2 separate regions of the Ovis aries genome follow, and region 1 is linked to region 2. The links are chromatin contacts, called in public Hi-C maps. All regions are on one chromosome and are shown on one strand. Each heading gives the region's core, a stretch centred on a gene start, on an enhancer-like site or on the middle of the called end of the contact. The rest is flanking DNA. Distances are from core to core; before and after follow the strand shown.

Region 1 (6,585 bases), core at 3,730-6,229, 310 kb after region 2:
TTGAGTTAAGGGGAGGCCGGGGACTCTCCAGTGGGCTTGCATCAGGGGGAGGGGACAGTGCAAGTTCCACTGCTTGGGGCAAACTTTAAAAAGAGTGCCTTTCCTGACTGAAATACCTAACATGATATTCACCTTCTGAGCCTCATTTGGGTGGTGGAAATAGCTGTGATATTTGCCTTCTGGCATCCACGTGACCACTAGATGCTTGTTTAATTGTCTCCAGGGATGGGAAGCTTACTGTCTCCTGGAGCATTCCCAGAGTGAGACGAGGGACAACAGCCGCCCGCCCTAGCGAATTCCTAGAGATTGTTTCCTGGAACGGTTTTCGGTTTTCGTAAACCTTGGGCCTCCTGTAGGCTTTTAGCTTCCAGTGTCTGCAGTCTGCACTTGGATCGCAAAGCAGAAAAGAGGCAAAATCTCACAGAGGAGGAATAGGGGGCTGAGGATTCGTCCTTTCACATTCAGCCTTTGCCCCGCCTCTGCATGCAACGTTGAACAGGTTACTTCAACTCTCTGAGCTTCGGTTTCCTTATCTGTAAAAGAAGGAAGGTAGAGATTTCCCTGGTGGTCCAGTGGTTAAGAATCCATCTTGTGGTGCAGGGAATTTGGGTTTATTCTCTGGTGGGGGAACTAAGATCCTACATGGTGGGGAGCAACTAAGCCCACACGCCACAACTACTGAGCCTGCACTCCGGAGCCTGAGTGCCACAACGAGACAGTCCCTGCGCTGAAAAGAAAGAGCCTACACAATGCGACAAAGACTCCATGTGCCGCGGAGACCTAACACAGCCAAATGAGTAGATGGGTATTTTTTAATGAGAAGGAAGGTAATAATAGTGGCCTCAGGGGTTGTTGCATAAATTATATGAGAGCATGGGTGTGAATGTGATTTATAAACTGAAAAGTACAGTTTAGGTGCTGCAGAAAATGCAGCCCGGACAGCATGGTATTGTGGGAGAGCCCTGAGCTGACAGACAGAAGGGGCTGAGGATCTAGTTCTGCCATGGTTGGCTGTGTGACTCTGAGGAATTCATTCATCATCTCTGGGTCTTAGCTTCCTAAGCTGGGTGGATTGAACTAGATGTGCTTAGGTATTATGCCAGGAGCATCAGCTCTGGAATCAAAATACCACACTCTGCAATTGTCTTGTGAGACATTGGAGAAGATATTTAACCTCTCTGAAAACCTGTTCACTTATGTTTAAATAATAATAATAGCCAGCATGTATATGGCTATGTTGGAGAAGGCAATGGCAACCTGCTCCAGTACTCTTACCTGGAAAACCCCATGGGCGGAGGAGCCTGGTAGGCTGCAGTCCATGGGGTCGCGAAGAGTCAGACATGACTGAGCAACTTCCCTTTCACTTTTCCCTTTCATGCATTGGAGAAGGAAATGGCAACCCACTCCAGTGTTCTTGCCTCGAGGATCCCAGGGACGGCGGAGCCTCGTGGGCTGCGGTCTATGGGGTCACACAGAGTCGAACGTGACTGAAGCGGCTTAGCAGCAGCAGCAGCAGCAGCATATGGCTATGTATTTTCTATGTGTTACTATTTACTTTGTGCCAGGCAGTGTTCTTGGAGAAGGAAATGGCAACCCACTCCACTATTCTGGCCTGGAGAGTCCCATGGATGGAGAAGCCTGGTGGGCTACAGTCCATGGGGTGACAAAGAATTGAACATGACTGAGCAACTGAATAATAATAACAGGCAGTGTTCTGAGCTTTCCTGGTGGCTCAGACTGTAAAGAATCTGCCTGCAATGTAGGAGACTCAAGTTTGATTCCTGGGTCGGGACAATCCCCTGCAGAAGGGAATGGCAACCCATTCCAGTGTTCTTGCCTGGAAAACCCCATGGACAGAAGAGCCTGGAGAGCTACAGTCCATGGGGTTGAAGAGAGTCTGACATGACTGAGCGACTCACACTTTCACTTCCACTTTCACTTTCTTCAGGCAGTGTTCTAACTGCTTTCCATGTAGCAAGTCATTTGACCCTTATGATAACCTTGTGATGGAGGCATTATTGTCTTTATTTTACAGATAAGGAAGCTCAGGCACAGAAAGGCTAAGTAACTTATCTAAAGTCACACAGCTAGTAGGTGGGTGGCAGGATTAAAAACTAGATTCCACACTTAAAATCACACTATTCTACCCTATATGTCTTGGTAGTACAGAGGATTAAGTTGGATAAGTAAACTTGTAGCACAACACTGGGTAAACAGTAATGGGCCAACAGAGGCTCAGAGATTGGGAGAAGCCAGCAGGCATGTCTTCCTGTGAGGGATTCAGACGGGACCTTGGCCAATGGAAGACTCAGCTAGACAGAGGGGAAGGCATGTGTGTAGAGGGAAAACACAGGGAATGGTAAGGACACGGTGATGCTAGCGTGGGTGCAGGGAGGCAGTGCAGAGGGGGGATGGTGCCTGGAGCAGAAGGGAGGCTGAGACCTTGAATGCAAACCAGAGATGTCAGATTCCTCTAATAGACAAGGCCATTGGAGGCTTCTGAGCAGAATCATTACAGCAACAGCCTTTTCAAACTCATTAAATCCCTGGAAATCTGTCCTTGAAGGAACTTCAGGGGTTACGAGATCTAACCCCATCCCAGAGAATCTCCATAGACAGAGGAGCCTGTCCATGGAGTTGCGAAGAGTCGGACACGACTAAGCACAGACTATGAGAAGAAAGGGTGCCTGCAGGTCAGTCAGTGGATAAGGGCAGGGCCGCTGTCCCACTCTGACCTCGTTCCTCTGCAGTCTGAAAGTAGCATCTCTTGTTTTCTCCTTTCTTCTCTCTCCTCTCTCCCTGTGCCCTTGCCTCTGCCTGCTTCCTTCCAATTTAAAATTTAAGAGGAGAAACCCCTGGGTTTGGGCCCCATTTCTGGCATTCTATTCTCCTGGAGAGGCTCCAGGCTGGGATTAAAAGAGTCCTGGGTTTCAGTCATAGCACCAGCTGCTATGTGATCTTGAAGATTCTCAGCTTCAGGACTTCCCTGGTGGTCCAGTGGCTAAGACTTCACACTCCAAATGCAGGAGGGCAAGGATCTGATCTCTGGTCAGGGAACTAGACCCACATGCCAGCAACTAAAGCTTCCACATGCCACAACTGCAATGAAGATCAAAGGTCCCGTCTGCCACAGCTAAGACCCAGTGCAGCCAAACAACAAAAGATTCGCCATCTTTATAACAAGGGCAATGGAAACCATTTCACTGGAGGGAGGGTAAAGTGAATTAATGAATGAGGAAACGTTTTCGTAGGGTCCAAGACGCCAGGCCATTCCAGGATAGCCTAAATAAATACTACCTCTGCGTGGGAGGGAAATGATAAGTAAGTTAATCAGGCCAAAAAAAAAAAAAAAAAAAAAGCCCTTACTCCAGAGAATATGGACGGGAAGGAGCTAGATGACGACGGGGTTTGTCCGCGGTGCTGAAGGCAGCGCCGCGACACTGGTCCTGTGAATGCTGTCAGTTGTGTAGAAGCAGTATTCGTAATTGCGCGACCCTTCAGGGTGCTGTCCATGGTTTCGAATAAACTGTATTGTTGCTGGAGAACACAGGCCCCAACGGGTGTGTTGTCCGCCATATTATTGGAAAGGGGTATGAGAGAACAAATTAAAGACGGGGGCGAGGAGGAAAGCTGTCCCTCGGGCTCTAACCTTATTCTCAAAGTTGGGGTGATGTCCACAATGCTGGATCCTCCTGTGTGTGTTCTGGAGAGGGCTGTGGGCCTTCTCTGGCTCTGACTCTCATTCGGCGGGGGCGAGGGAGGCAATCAGAAGGTCTGTCCATGGTGCTGAACCCTCCCATCTAAGAGTCCGAGAAGTGCGGTGGGTGAGGTTGAAAAGATGGGTGTCGGGGTGGACGCTGTCCTCCTTTGAGGTGCTGAAACCGCGGCGGGTAGGGCTGTGCCCGGAACAATGCCTGATGAAGCACAAGGGATGAGAGTAGGAGAGATCCTGCCCAGGAGGCAGGAACTTGGCCCCAGACTCGCTGAGGTCCTCGGAGAAGCTCCGTCTCTGATTTAACGTGCTTAGTTTTCTTTTAAATGAAGCCACAGGTCCGCCTTATGTCTCAACAGCCCCAGTAAAACAGTCAGAGGAGGAATCGGAGGATCTCCTGGGATTCCTGCTCCTGGAAATGAAAGTGGCTTCGTTCACCACCACCTCTAGGCCCCTCTGTCCAAGGGAGGGAGCCCTGCAGTCCAGAAGGGGGCGATCCAGTCCACTGCACAAGGCTCAGCCTCTCTAAGCTAGAAGGAGACCCAGCAACTGGCCTGCCTTACTTACACCCACTACACGGACATGAAAACTGAGTCCCAAAGAGGGGGACAACATCAGTAATAACTATTGAGCTTCTACCACGAGGGCGGCATTTATGCTTAGCGCTTTACACACACGATTTTGTAATCCTCACCAGGATCCCTGAAGGCAGCTATTTATTCCCACTTCTCAGATGAAGACCTTGAAGCTCAGACTGGGTTAGACACTCGGACACGATCACACAGCCTGCGGCAGGCAGGTCTAACCAGGTCTCCAGTGCCTCAGCCCAGGTTTTCTTCCCACCTCCCCCTCACCTCCATCCACCCACCCGCCCCCACCTGCCTCCCTGACCTCGGCACCGCCCAGCTAGCAAAGTTGAGGAGTCCCTTTTGAGCGCGCTGGGTCTGGTCGATTGGTTTTCCTCTTTATCCCACTGGAGAGCATTTCAGTTCCTGAAACCAGTAGTGTTAAGCTTGGCAGGAATCGGGTCCCTAGGGTGGCTTCCTCCACCCCATCTCGCCCCAACTTGCGCTCTCGGGCCGGGAGAAGTTGCGGGTACCGCTTTAAAAATCCGAGCCTGGGCAAAACTTTGATGATAAATCAAGCGGCAGATCCCTCCGCCGCCGCCGCCTCCTCCTCTGGGCGGGCGGGGGGAGCGCGGGAGGGAGGGGGTGCGGCGGCAGCGGCGCCGAGCGGAGTGGCCTTCCGCGGAAGGGAAGAGTCCCGCAGTCGGAGGCGGCCGGCTGGGCGTGCGCTCGCTTCCCGCAGCCGGGGCTGGGCCGGAGCCGGGCGGGGGCCGGAACCGGGGCCCGACCGGGTTCTGCGGGCGAAGGGGCAGCAGCCGCAGCCGGGCAGCCAGGCCGCACCGGGCGGGGGCCGGAGGGCGCGAGGTCTGCGGTCTTCTGAGCCCCGATGTGAGGCGGCGGCGCCCCCTCCGGCCCGAGCGCGCACCATGGGGGCCCCGCTCGCCGTGGCGCTGGGCGCCCTCCACTACCTGGCACTTTTCCTGCAACTCGGCGGCGCCACGCGGCCCGCCGGCCACGCGCCCTGGGACAATCACATCTCCGGCCACGGTGAGTTGGGTCGCCGCCCCCGCGGACTTCCCCACCAAACCCCACCCTGGGCAGCGCGGCTCCGACTTGGCCGTCCCCGGACTCGAGCCCGCGGCGCCGGTGGCGGGAGTCCGAGGGGGGGCGCCCCCTGCCGGGTCTGCGGACCGGCCCTGGCTTGCTGGCCATTCCTGCGGACGAGGGTGCACCCCGGGTGGCACCCCCATGCCACTCCCGCGGAGGGCTCCTTTCCCACCCTCTACACTCGCGCGGATACATACACCTCCACGACCAGCCACGGACACACAGCCGCACTCGCTGCTTTCTCACACAACTCCTACCCTCATACATCTCCAGACACCTCGGATCGCCCTCACTTCTGTGCCCACTAGACACACAGCAGGCGCGGCCGGAGGGCTCACACCCTGCCAGCTGGCACCCCAGAGCACAACTCTTGCCTGCCCGCCTTCCTGCAGACACAGTGGCAAAATACACACACTTGTGAACACACTTTTCTCACCCACACATCTCTGCCCATCTGCCTTTCCCCTTTGTGGGTTTAACCCTGTAGCTGTCCTTGTCCCTTCCCTCTCCACCTGCCCCACTGGGAAAGGTCTTGGGGGACAGACGAACCCCGCTTCTTGAGAACTGGTAGCCTGGGCTGCAGCCACCCCATCAGGTGGGTGGCATCTTGGCTTGGTGGGAGCCCCTTGAAGACGCTGGAATAGTTGGCATTGCTGCTTCCAGGCGGAGGCGTGGAAGGGAAAGAGGGAAGCCTGGAGCTTTTGTCTGCCTCTAGGGGTGGGCAGGAAGCCCCCTGCCATCCTCCTGTAGGGTCCCCTCTCATCCTCATCTTTGACCCCGGAGGACTGAAAGATGGGACCTCTCAACTCAGCCACCCTGGGAGCTGGGGAGCAAGTGAGCATTCCCAGCACTGGCTGCCAAAGTGTCAGAAGCTCCTTCCAGCCCCAGAGGAGCCCAAGTTGGCAGCAGAGTTGGATTGTCTGAGGCCGGCAGCTGCAGGGGCTCCCCCTGCCTTGGTGAGGTGGACTCCTTCCTGTATGAGGACCAGGGCACAGATGAAAATGGAGAAGCCTCATCCATCCATCTCTTCCCTACAAGGGTTTCCAAGCTGGCCGGGGAGGCTGCAGCACCCATGCTGGGCAATGTATGCCCAGGACTGGGGACAGGTTTGCACAAAGGGCAGAGAACTGGGTGATTTCTTCTGATGGAAAAGAGTAAGGGCTGTGGTGGTAAGAGATCAGAGAAGGCTTTACTGGGGCG
Region 2 (6,886 bases), core at 818-3,317:
ATATGCAGATGACACCACCCTTATGGCAGAAAGTGAAGAGGAGCTAAAAAGCCTCTTGATAAAAGTGAAAGAGGAGAGCGAAAAAGAGCCTAAAGCTCAACATTCAGAAAACGAAGATCATGGCATCCGGTCCCATTGCTTCATGGGAAATAGATGGGGAAACAGTGGAAACAGTGTCAGAATTTATTTTGGGGGGCTCCAAAATCACTGCAGATGGTGACTGCAGCCATGAAATTAAAAGACACTTACTCCTTGGAAGAAAAGTTATGACCAACCTAGATAGCGTATTCAATAGCAGAGACATTACTTTGCCGACTGTCCGTCTAGTCAAGGCTATGGTTTTTCCTGTGGTCATGTATGGATGTGAGAGTTGGACTGTGAAGAAGGCTGAGCACCGAAGAATTGATGCTTTTGAACTGTGGTGTTGGAGAAGACTCTTGAGAGTTCCTTGGACTGCAAGGAGATCCAACCAGTCCATTCTGAAGGAGATCAACCCTGGGATTTCTTTGGAGGGAATGATGCTAAAGCTGAAACTCCAGTACTTTGGCCACCTCATGCGAAGAGTTGACTCATTGGAAAAGACTCTGATGCTGGGAGGGATTGGGGGCAGGAGGAGAAGGGGACGACCGAGGATGAGATGGCTGGATGGCATCACGGACTCGATGGACGTGAGTCTGAGTGAAGTCCAGGAGATGGTGATGGACAGGGAGGCCTGGCTTGTTGCGATTCATGGGGTCGCAAAGAGTCGGACACGACTGAGCGACCGAACTGAACTGATGGTGGCTCAGACGGTGAAAGAGTCCGTCTGCAATGCAGGAGACCCGGGTTCGATCTCTAGGTCCAGGAAGATCCCCTGGAGAAGGAAATGGCAACCCATTCTAGTATTTTTGCTTGGGAAATCCATGGACAGAGAGGAGCCTGGAGGGTTACAGGTTATAACACAACTGAGCAACTAAGCATGCATGCACACGCTTGTCATGAGGGGGTTCATGCAGTCCTGTGGCTGAGCTGTATTCCACCATATGGATGGATCTCAGGTGATTTGTTCACTTTCCTGTTGATGGACACCTGCGCTGTGTCCAGTTCTCAAGTATCAGAACTAAAGCTGCTATGAATAGTCACATGTACATCTACGCGTGGACATATGGTGGTATGTTTTCAATTCTCTTGGGTATACTGAACCATTAACCTGCTGGATAATCAACAGGATTACATTACCTATTTGTTTGGTTTTTGTATACAGTCCCTTTTCCCTACTCTGCATCTTCGGAGCTGGACTTGGCTCACCACTGGATGCAGACAAGCAAGCATGTGGCATGTCCACAATGAATGAATAAAAAGTCAGGAGGGCTGATTTACAAATGTCAGGGCTCTGAGCCAGGGGTCTGCTGGGTTTGGGGGCACCTCCTCCCCCGTGGCCGGTTCCTGCTGTGGTTGCTGGGGAAGGCTGACAGTTTCTGAGCCCCGCAGGGGAACAATGTACACAGGAGAGGCGAAATCGTTACATGGTGGCTTCAGGGGTCTTGATTCTCACAGCTGGAATTCCTGAGGGTCTCCTGTAACCCTGAGATGTGGCAGAGGCTCTTGCCTCCTCTCGTGTCCCTTAGGACTCAGCCTGCCGCCCCTGCGTGTGGCATTTCTCCCAGCGCTGGGGCCCTGGGGGCCTTTCCCTCACCAGGTGTTTATGCAGCCCACCCTCTTCCGCGTCCTCACACACCATGAAGGGCCTCCGAGACACACATACGAGTCCCTACTGTGGTCCATGTGTGCAAACTCTGCACACCTTCTGCCATCCTCTGCCCCTTGCTTTTCTGTGCTCCTAGAACCATGGGAAGGGCGCGGGTGGTATTGGGCCCATGTTTTAGGGTGGCCCTGGAATGTATCTGTGTCCTTGTGTATCTGAATCTCTTGCCAGCCCGATGTCTCTGTGCCAGCCCGTGGTTCCAGGCTCGGTGGTACTGCCCACCCTCCGGGAAGCCACCTCGAGACACCGGAGGCGGCCTGGCCAGGGCTGTCCTCCCATCTCGGTCCAGCAGGGGGCGCCGGCGCTCCGCGGAGAAGCTGCGCTGCAGCCTTGCTGCGGGCGGAGGGCGGACTGGGGACTGCGAGAGACGGCGCTGGACTGGGTGCGAGCCTTCCGCAGCCTCAAAATACTTCATCTCGTCCAGAAAGGGAAACTGAGGCTCAGAAAGCGGGTGGCAGGCTAACTGAGATCTCCCAAATCCCAGGCCCAATTTCCCACCGCACCACACCCTTCTCTAGACTTGGCGTGGGAAGGGAGGGCGTCTCTGGGAGGTAGAGCGGAGGGACTGACTGTCTTCTCACTGGGCCACTCAGACTTGCTCGGAGGCAGGGCTATAGACTCGACCTCTCAATCCCCTCAGAGAACTTCGTTAGCTGCCGCGAGGTCTGTGAGCCTGGGGGTGAGGTCTGGTGGTCAAGGCTGGGGAGACTTGCCCCTCTGGAAGTTACCCAGGATAAGGGAGGGGCTGAAGGCCCCTTCTGATGTTGTTTAGTCACTAAGTCTGGTCTGGCTGTAGCCCCCCAGGCTCCTCTGGCCATGGGATTTTGCAGGCAAGAATACTGGAGTGGGTTGCCACATCCTCCTCCAGGGGATCTTCCCCACCTAGGGGTGGTACTTGCATCTCCTGCATTGGCTGGTGGATTCTTTACTACTGAGTCACAGAGAAAAGCCCAAAGACCTATTTACTCATCTATAAAACAGATGTGTAGGGAACCATTTCCTCCAGTTCTCTCCTGTCCTTTCTGCTTCATCTATGGCTTAAGAGGTGGCTGGACCAGTGTCCTGGGGACTCCATCCTTGCCCTGGCCAGACAACTGCTTCTAGATAAGACCACCCTGCTCATTCCTGGACCCTGCTCAGTTGGAAAATGGGATTGTCATCTGACCTGAGGGTGTGTATTTTTATTACCTAAGCAGCCTGTCTCAAAATGATGAATTGGGCCAATCAAATACCTGCTCTTCCAGAATTTGATATGGAAGCCAGCGCAGGGCAGTAGTCTTTGTGCTGGGCCCTGGGGAGGGAACAATAAACAGGAAAATGAGGTCCTTCCCCTAGGACCTTACCCCTCCTGAGTGGGGAGACAGATTGTCAAACAAGTACACAACAACCAAATAATTACAAATTGGGATCAGTGCTGTGAAGGGAACCAGGAAAGGGCAGAGATAAAGAGTAACCAAGGAGGGGGAGGCTGCTCTTGGCCAGAACTGTCAGGGGAGGGACTCTAATGAGGCAACATTTAAACTAGGAGCTGAAAGATGAGATGGAGCCAGTCATGCACAGGCGAGGCATGTGGAAAGGGGGGAAACAGGGCAAGGAAAGTGATCAGATTCATATTTTTAAAAGATCCTTCTGGCTGCTGGGAGGAGGACGGGCTGGGGCAGGGCGTGAAAGCTGGACAGCCGGAGAGGAAGCGGTAGTAATAATTCAGGGGAGAAATGCTGGTGCCTCAGATCAGGGTGGCCAGGCGGGTGGTGGATTCTGCTAGATGAGAGATAAGGGACAGGGGAGGATCCAAGATGATGCCTTAAAGAGTTAGGTGGTTGGGAGTGCTCTGTGCTGAGATGGGGAAGCGTATGAGGAAAGCAAGTGGAGAGGGAGGGTCACAGAACTGACGACCGCTGGCAGACTCTTAGGGATGCCAAGACGGACTCCAGCTTGCCTCTATTCCCCTGCCTTTGGGGTGGATTGTGGTTCTGAGCTCAGCTTTGTGGCACCTAAACGTGGCCTCAGCATCACCCTGGAGTGTTGGGAAATATGATCCCTGGGCCCCCAGTCTACCCACTCGAAAGCTTCCCGGGGTTGCTGATTCAACCGATCTGGGGGAACCCCTACCTCAGAGCTCAGGGTGTCTGTTTCCACTGGGACCCTGGTGACCTCTGTCCTCCTCTCCCGGGTGGCTCTACCCAAGTGAGGGAAGAGGCAGTGGCAAGAGAATGAGGAGGGAACCCCGAGAGAGACAAAAGAGCAGAGGCTGCTAGTTTTTGAGATGCTGAGAAATGCCAGGGGAAAACAAGCCTCCTTTTAATTTTGACCTCATTTCTAAATAATCCCAGCTACTAAGAAAGATATTACTTTGCTTCCTGGGAAGTAGCTGGGGGAATCACCCAGAGGAATTGGCAAGCGACACAAAACACAGAGGTTCAAGCCTTGCACCATGCACTTGCAGAGGCGGAAGTCAGGGGCACTTGGGCCCTGGGCTCACTCCAAACTAAGCTTGCCCACTGAGGGCAGCCCAGTTCATTCTGGACTCATCCCATTAGTGGGTCTTAAATGGCCTAAAGGTCCGTTAGCCTTGCAGGCCTGGGAGGTAGGGAATATTGGCTTGGGAGAGAAGGGAATATTCCCTTGCCCTGACCCTCTTCTTCTGGAGTCATCTCTGGGGTCTCTGGCACTTCTCCAGGGAAGCCCTCCCTCACCCCAACCTCATTCCCATAAGTAGGTCATGTCCCCCACTGTGAGCACCCACTTGGCAATCTGTTTCCATGTTCACCGACACGATCTGATTTCACCCTGCAAGGCAGGCCTGACATCTCCTTTTACAGACAAAGGCACTAAGGTTCAGAGAGTTTAACTACTTGCCTAAGGTCACACAGCAGGCATACAGCCTTGAACTTCTGTGACTGTGGCAGGTCAGGGTAATGTGGCCCTCAAATCTTTTGTTATAGCTGAACACCACCGATCAGTGGAAAGCTACAGATACCCAAAAGGATCAGATGAAGCATCTCAAGGGACCAGATAAATCTCCACACTGGGCTCAGGCAGAAGATGGGGACTCCATTCCATCCTAGCGACAGGACCCCAGAAGCCAATCTCAACTGAACGCAGTCCTCCCCTTTCCCAAAGTCAGCTGTTTCTCTTCCCTGGAAATGCCTCTGAAATGTCAATTGTGGGCCACCCACCCTCCCTCCTGCCTCGGCGAGTCATGTAGCAGCTCAAATATATTATACATATTAAAAGAATATATTCTCTGGCAGCCCTGAAGGGGATAATGAAACCTATATATATATATCTGTGTATTTATACACAATGGATTGGCTGGAAATGCTCTGAATATCCCTCCAGCTGTGGCAACCCTTTGAAATATGACACTCCAGCAACACCTCCCCCACTGGCGGGCTGGCGGGAGACATTAAAGATTTAAAAAAAAAAAAAAAGGGAAGAAGGAAGGAGAGGAAGGAGAAGAAAAAGGAGGCAGCTGGCTTTTGCCTTTGGCTGTGCAGCAGCAAACTGTGTTTAAATATTAAAACCACCCATCACCGGGCCCAGCTGTCCGCCCCCTTCAGTGGCCTGTGTACACACCAAGGTCTCCTGTGGCGACTGTGGTTGAGGGTTGCCAGGCAGATCTAACCGCTCCCCAACTCCAGGGATGGGGAGAGGGGAGGCTAGGAAAGCAGGGGGGAGGCTCTGCTTCAGATCTCAGATTCTGGGCTTGTCTAGGCTGGGCTGGAAAATGGCCTGATGGAGGTGGGGTGGGCTGAGGGGAACTTGGCAGGATTTGAGGCAGAAGATGTAGGTTTGGATCCTGATTTTGCCTCTTAAGTACTGAGTGACCTTGACCTTGGGAAAGTCTCTTTGGTCTCTGGGCTGCAATTTTCTCATCTATGTGATAAGAGATTTGGACTGGATCATGGGACTTTAGGGGTCCATGAATATTCAGAAATTACATGCCAAATTGGTGGCGGTGGGGGGCGGTTGGTTTCAAGGGAGTCGTCAGGCTCATTAGAGTGACTGGTCCTTCTCTGAGCGCCCAGAGCGTCATTTCTATCCCAAAACTGGTGCTTTAGGGCTCCCTAGTCAGGCGGGCCCTGATTTGTTCCATGTCCCAGCTGCTGTAGGGGAGGAGCTTGGAGATGTTCATTAAGGATTGGCACTATGGGAAGGGACATCTTGTTCCAACAGCATAATTAAAGGTGAGCCACAGTGACAAGAGCTGTCTTGCAAGGTGGTGAGCTCCCTGCCACTGAAGGAATTCAAACAGATGCTGAATGAACTCTTCAGTGGGGGAGGGGTCGATGCTGTACGAGAGATTTCAGCGTTTGACAGGGCCTGACTGTGAGGTCCCTTCAACCCCCAAATGTCTGTGATTTTAATTTTCTCTGATTAAGGACTACATAGAGCTTCAACTATGACTGAGGAGGGAGAGAGCCATTTGGGGTTTCTGTAAACATCATAAGCATGTGAAGTGGCAGGAGGGTAGCTTTGCCTCCTAGACACCTCTCACAATGGTTGTGGGCATCTTGCCACCTTGAGTGAAATTCCAGCGTTTAAATATATGTATTTTATGACACCATGGCTTCCCAGGTGGCATAGTGTAAAGAATCTGCCTGCCAATGCAGGAGATGCCAAAGACTCGGGTTTGATCCCTGGGCTGGGAAGATCCCCTGGAGGAGGAAATGGCAACCTCCTCCAGTATTCTTGCCTGGGAAATCCCACAGATAGAGGAGCCTGGTGGGCTATCATCCATGGGATCACAAAGAGACATGACTGGGTGCCTGAGTGCTCACACACACACACACACACACACGACCATAAACTCACACCAAATACTTGATCTTTGGCTCAACTGGTAGCTCAGCTGGTAAAGAATCTGCTTGCAATGCAGGAGACCCTGGTTTGATTCCTGGGTTGGAAAGATCTGCTGGAGAAGGGATAGGCTACCCACTCCAGTATTCTTGGGCTTCCCTGGTGCCTCAGCTGGTAAAGAATCCACTTGCAATGTGGGAGACCAGGGTTTGATCCCTGGGTTAGGAAGATCCCTTGGAGAAAGGAACGGCTGCCAACTCCAGTATTCTGGCCTGGAGAATTCCATGGACTGTATAGTCCACAAAGAGTCGGATACAACTGAGTGACTTTCTCTTGGCT

The links. Hi-C and Micro-C count contacts between places; a contact is called where the count stands out from the background.
Region 1: a contact with region 2 is called in a Hi-C map of hypothalamus, with 3 times the contacts expected there. The contact joins the promoter of VSTM2L here to the enhancer-like site in region 2. A contact is called at or near these places in 2 of 16 Hi-C or Micro-C datasets (hypothalamus and skin fibroblasts).

Annotation. Positions count from the first base shown.
Region 1 is chr13:66,785,188-66,791,772 of ARS-UI_Ramb_v3.0, forward strand. VSTM2L (V-set and transmembrane domain containing 2 like) reads left to right here and starts at 4,980. Exons shown (of 4, transcript XM_027977187.3): 1 at 4,980-5,325. The coding sequence starts at 5,205.
Region 2 is chr13:66,480,739-66,487,624 of ARS-UI_Ramb_v3.0, forward strand. No RefSeq gene overlaps it. Among named protein-coding and RNA genes, the nearest start is that of BLCAP, 28 kb to the left of the region's middle. Within about 2 kb of position 2,068, at least 6 of the 54 cell types and tissues checked have an H3K27ac peak or open chromatin away from gene starts, as enhancers often do. A contact at or near this core is called in hypothalamus, where this site is marked.